2 separate regions of the Anser cygnoides genome follow, and region 2 is linked to region 1. A link is a contact called in public Hi-C data. All regions are on one chromosome and are shown on one strand. The core of a region is the stretch at or near the end of the contact, and the rest is flanking DNA. Distances in the headings are between cores, read along the strand shown.

Region 1 (2,796 bases), core at 81-2,580:
TATTGGTGCTGGTGAACATCCCCAACTGAACAGCTGAGATTTCCCCCTTCCAGCAAAGCTGCAGGAAAACCACACGGGTTGAGCAGGGTCCAGGACCGAGTCTCCAGAGCAGCTCCCTGGCAGCGAAGTTCAAATCACACCTTCTCCCACGCCCCTGTTAACTGGGCAGAAAATCGTCTTCTGTAGAAGAGAGATCACGCTCCCGACCCCACAGGCCTGCCAGGATTTCGGCAGCTGCCTTTTGGAGATAAGCCCCTTACGCACGCAGAGCCTCTCCTGATCGCACATCTGGGTGGTAGTTTTGCAGCAAGAGCGCGGTATCAAAAACCAGAACATGAGGATTACAAGAGATTGTTCGCAGAGTCACCTATGTCAAGAACAGTGGTGTTGGACGTGCAGAGCTTAGTACAGCTGAAACACGCAGCCTCCCATCTCTGCACGGCTGCCCTGCACGAGCCCTTTCAGCTGCCCGGCTCTGCTGACTCAACAGGGCTCACTAGAGGTTTTAGATCTAATTTTTATTTCATCAGCAACGCCAAACAGTCAGCTGGATGCATCATCCTGTCCGGAAAGGGCCAGGGGTTAAGACAGCACCAAGCTGCCTTTTGGGAGGCAGGCTGCAAGAATTTCCAGGGCAGCACAGGAAAGCAGCTCGAATCACAGCCTGGTGCTGCGCCCTACAGCAGCCTTCAAAAAGACTGACAAAGCGTTTAGAGAATGCTGCGATGCTACAGCAGGCAAGCGCAGAGTTTCAGAAGAAGGTTACTGATACCAGCAGGCTTCCCAAGACCTTATCTTGGATACTCAGCCCCAGGCCCATAGCAAAGGGGGAGCAGGCAACTGCTCCTGCACCAAGGCTGGCCGGTTAGTGCTTGAGAGCAGATTAAACTGACTGCATGCAGAGGAACAGGAAGACACGATCCCTGTCCAGATTTAGGTGTTAGTAATGCCCACACTGTAAACCAAGTGACCATAAACAAAGCTAATGCCAAACTCAGGTCCGTGGAGATTGTTTTTATTGCTATAATTTGTAAAAAAATAAAAAATAAAAAAATTACACAGAGGGACCTGTAGGAACTTCTGGCCAGTGGATAGCCAGAGCAGGAAATGCAGGGAAAGCAGCCTGAGAGGCGGCACCAGCCAGATACCAAAAGAAGAGGGAAGATCTTCAACGAACAGGCAAGGGAATGCCAGAAAGCTACGGCTCAACCCAAACCGACTGTTCTAGGGCTGCTCTTACCTTCAATGTGGTTTGCCACAGGAGATTGCTGATGGGCACTGACACTGCTTGCCAGAGACTGAGCTTTGGAAGGGAAAAGCTGATGTATTCTCTGCAAGGCCAGAAACTTGATCAGCTGCTCATCCAGCATATTTATCTCAATCTCTGTTAATAAACAGAAAGCAATTAGTCAAGTTATTCACAGACAGGGTGCCATCTGAGCCGCGGTGGATTTAACCGTCCCGTTTCCAAGCTTGCCATTTGCTTCACCAGCAAAGGCTGCCAAATCCTGCAACACAAGAACGTCACGTACAGGCGGTCTGTGCCTTCGTACCAGCATCTCACGTGAGCAGCACGTGAAGAGAGCGTCAGCTCCGGCTAGAAAGCTGCAATTCAGGCAGCAAGCACAAGTTCAGGGCAACGAGGACTGATAAACTGAAAATCTGCTGTTTCAGCTCAGAATCAACGAGTCTGCGGAGGTGGACATTGCCCCTTTTGGCAGCAGCTTGGGTCCTTCTCGGGAAGCTTCATTTCCTAGCCACAAAGGCTGACCCTGTGCTGCAGAGGAAAGCAGTAACCACTTCGAAGCAGCTACACGCTCCTTCTTGAGTCACGCGCTTTCAGAGCGGGGTCAATTAACCAAAACAAGGTAATTCAGACAAGACTTTTAACCAGCTTTAAGGCAGATCTGCTGCTGATAGCTGCGAAGCGTTCCTGTTTGTGAAGCCCCACGGAGATCTGCCTTCTGGTAGCAAAAGCAGGCTGGCCGACCTCTTCTTCACGTCAGCACCAGTTCGAACAGCAGGCAGAAGAAGCAGAGCCACAACGGCCTTTCCCGAGAGCACAGAGGCAGCCCGGCCGAGGGGAGCAGTCGGGGTTCACCCAAGAAAAGAGGGTGACCACGCCAGAAAGGCTCTTGTTCAGAAGCAGGCGCTGGCGACAGCCTGCCGCACTGTGCTGGGTACCAATCTCCTCCTCCTCGAGTCGCTCCGCTAAGACTTGGCATTTCTCGCCAAGTGCAACAAAAGGAAAATAAAAAAACCATTATGCCAGTCTAGGAGAAGACTGACAGAACCAAAAATCAATCGGAAAATTAACGGAGCCAGTAAAGCCTCACGACCCGGGTGACTGCTCGACTGCAAGATGGGGAGCTGTGGGCTTCCTGCGCACAGGGGCTTGGACCCGATGATCTTTCGAGGTCCCTTCCAACCCCTACAATTCTGTGATTCTGTGATCAGGAACCCCTGTGGGGCGCAGGCAGCACCACGGCACGGCAGGGCTGCAGGTTTCTGCATGCGGATCCCACCTGGAAAGCAGCCCGTGGTGATTGTTCCCCAGAAAAGCTTCAGGCAGAAACACTTCATCGGCCTCGCTGCCTTGGCAACACTACGAGCAGGGAAGCGCGTGGTATTTAAGGAAAGGTATATCCAGCCCCTCCCTCACCTGACTGCAACCCTTTCATCTCGGAGCTTCTCCTGAAGCAGAGCCTGGACGCTCGGGAAGCAAACAGGCAGGGCTAGCAGAGACTGAGAACGAACTAAATACTCACCGCCGTCCACAAACGCTTTCAGGGAACT
Region 2 (2,796 bases), core at 155-2,654, 44 kb after region 1:
GCCGATTTCTTGCTGCTGCGAGCATTGCCTGCGGTTAAGTCAAACCCAGGTCAAGAGGACGGCGGTGGGGCACGGAAAGGCACGCTCTGCCCTCTCCAGCCACGTTTTGCTGCCGCAGAGCCGGCACCGGCGCAGGACTGAGGCTGGAGGTGCAGGGGGGTCCCCAGAAGCGTGGCAAGATGTGGCTGTTTCGGGGTACAGACATCCCCTGAAGACCTGGTTGTGCTCGGCCATGCAAGGAAAGCAACGGCTGGAGCCTGCCCCACCGAGGGTCCCACCTGGAGGGGACAGCCGTGCCCTGGCGGGTGTCCCCGGCTGTCCCCACGGCCGTGGTGGCCTCCCCGGGCTTTTCCAGCGCGATCCATTAACGCGCCGTTAGTGGGAGAGGAGTTCATTTTTGCCATTTAACATTTCATGGATAATTAATTATTCTTCATGTTCCCAGCGAAAAGCAGAAGCAGGTATGGGCTGTTCAAAGGCTGGGTGCCGGCGGAAAAGCGAGCTGAAACCCTGGGAAATTGGTGAATTTATTCGCAGCATCAAAGGCGAGGGCGGTGGCGCCGCCGTAATGGGGCCCCGTGCTGCGCACAGCCCCGGGCACCCGCGTGGTGCTGAGCCCACCATGGTGCTGAGCCCGCCGTGTGCTCACCAGTGGTGAGCGGGCAGGCAGCAAAATAGATAGCGGCATTTAACATTTCCTAATAATGACAGCTAGCTGGTAAATAATGCCTTTTATACCATGGGAGACGGAGTAAATTAATTCCCCGGGTTAGCAGGCAGGCAGCACAAGCTGGGGGGGCACAGCACAGCCCCTGCCTGCGTTATCCCTCCCCCCACGATGCCCCCCCGTGTGTCCCCACATCCCAAATCGCACCCCAAATCTGCACGCTTGCAAAACGCACCGCGGCCAGCGGGGCGATGCGGGTGCCTGGCCGCGTACCCACCGCCCGGCGGGCCCTAAATCACTGCTATCTGCTGGCAGAGGGGGAGAAAAAAAACACCACGAGGATGGCAACCCAGTAGTTTATGGATATAATAAATTGCGCCGGAGGAAAAAAAAATGTTTCCCCTGGAACAAACGGCGCGGTCTGCAATCTGCACACAAACGGCCCCTGGGCGCGCGGGAGGGCTACGGCCAGCCCCTCGTCCCGAGAGCAGGCACGAACCAGTGGGGAGGGAGCGGGGGGCTTATGGAAAACAATTTTCCATTGCGTTTATGCCGCCCGCTCGCTCCGGTCTCTCCTGGCTGCTGCCGGGGCACCCCGCAGCACCCTTGGGTGCAGGTCTGGCAGGGGGTGACGGGTGCCTGCGGTGTCACCGGGTGGCAGCAGGGTGGCAGTGGTGTAGGGGTGGCATGGGGGGCAGGGGGCTGTGCTGGTGTCGGTGGGGAATGGGGGGGCTCTGAGGACGGGGAGAGGCAGGATCTGGCCCCAGCGTGTCCCCACGTGCTCCCGCTGCAGGCACGGGGGCTGGAGGGTGGCCAAGGCTCCGCCGCCAGCTCCACCCGGCCGGACTCTGCCCCGTCCCTCCCCTTGGCTCAGCTCCTGGCTGCGCGAGGGGAACGGGGACGGGGACAGGGACGGGGACGAGGACGGACATGGCTGCCCGGAGCCAGCCCCGCCAGGCGTCCTATGACGCCATCGTCATCGGGGCTGGCATCCAGGGCTCCTTCGCCGCCTACCACCTGGCGCAGCGTCACAGGGACACACTCCTGCTGGAGCAGGTACCGGCGTCCCCAGCCCCACCACGTCCCCAGCCCCGCCGTGTCCCCAGATCCGCTGCACGGGGACAGGGACCTGGCTGCACTGTGCCTGGCCCCATGCCATGCACATGGCACAGAGCCCAGGTGCCCTGGTGGCAGGACCCCTGTGTCCCCAGTACCAGGACCCTGATGTCCCCAGTGCCAGGACCCCTGTGTCCCCAGTACCAGGACCCCCATATCCCCAGTGCCAGAACCCCTGTTTCCCCAGTAACAGGCCCCCAAGTGTCCCCAGTAACAGGCCCCCAGTGTCCCCAGTGCCAGGACCCCCATATCCCCAGTGCCATGACCCCCATATCCCCAGTGCCAGGCCCCCCGTGTCCCCAGTGCCGCCCCCCCCAGCCCTGCTGTTTCCCAGAGCAGTGTTCCTCAGGGTGGGCTGCGTACCCAGCTACCCACTGGGGCTCGGGGACACCCTTCAGCCGTGGTCACCCCGATGTCCCCGTGCCCCACAGTTCGTCCTGCCCCACTCGCGGGGCAGCTCGCACGGGCAGAGCCGCATCACCCGCAGCGCCTACCCGCAGGCGCACTACGCCCGCATGATGCCCGACAGCTTCCACCTCTGGCAGAGGCTGGAGGCCGAGGCCGGCACCAGCCTCTACAGGTGACGGGGACGAGGACCGAGCCCCCGCGCCGGGCACTGTCCCCTCCCCGGGGAACCGGGCTGGGGGTGGCGAGGGGCTGCAGCGCTGGGTGGGGAGGCAGCCTGCGGCTCCGGCTAATTTATGGGGCTCCCTAAAGGAGGAGCCATTAAGGAAATAAGCGGCTAACGGTGCCATCCATTGTCCCCAATGTCACCCCAATGTCACCGTGGTGGTGGGGACGCAGGCAGACGGGGCTGGTGGTGCTGGGGCCGGTGGGCGACCCGGAGCTGGAGGGCTGCCGGCGCAGCATGGGGCCCGGTGACACCCTCGACACCGCGGCGCTGGCACGGCGCTTCCCCGGCCTCCGGCCCCGTGCCGGGGATGTGGCCCTGTGGGATGGCAGCGGCGGGGTGCTCCGGGCGGACCGGGCGCTGCGGGCAGTGCAGGTGGGTG

What was found. A called contact is a pair of places that touch in the nucleus more often than the background predicts.
Region 2: a Hi-C map of liver shows a contact between it and region 1, with 5 times the contacts expected there. The contact joins the promoter of PIPOX here to the enhancer-like site in region 1. A contact is called at or near these places in 2 of 7 Hi-C or Micro-C datasets (both in liver).

The regions. Positions count from the first base shown.
Region 1 is chr18:8,080,006-8,082,801 of Taihu_goose_T2T_genome, forward strand. PHF12 (PHD finger protein 12) reads right to left here. Exons shown (of 15, transcript XM_066979904.1): 10 at 2,769-2,796; 11 at 1,241-1,384. Among named protein-coding and RNA genes, the nearest start is that of FLOT2, 5.9 kb to the left of the region's middle. Within about 2 kb of position 1,331, at least 1 of the 3 cell types and tissues checked has open chromatin away from gene starts, as enhancers often do. A contact at or near this core is called in liver, where this site is marked.
Region 2 is chr18:8,124,030-8,126,825 of Taihu_goose_T2T_genome, forward strand. PIPOX (pipecolic acid and sarcosine oxidase) reads left to right here and starts at 1,405. Exons shown (of 8, transcript XM_048068042.2): 1 at 1,405-1,723; 2 at 2,215-2,363; 3 at 2,588-2,789. The coding sequence starts at 1,598.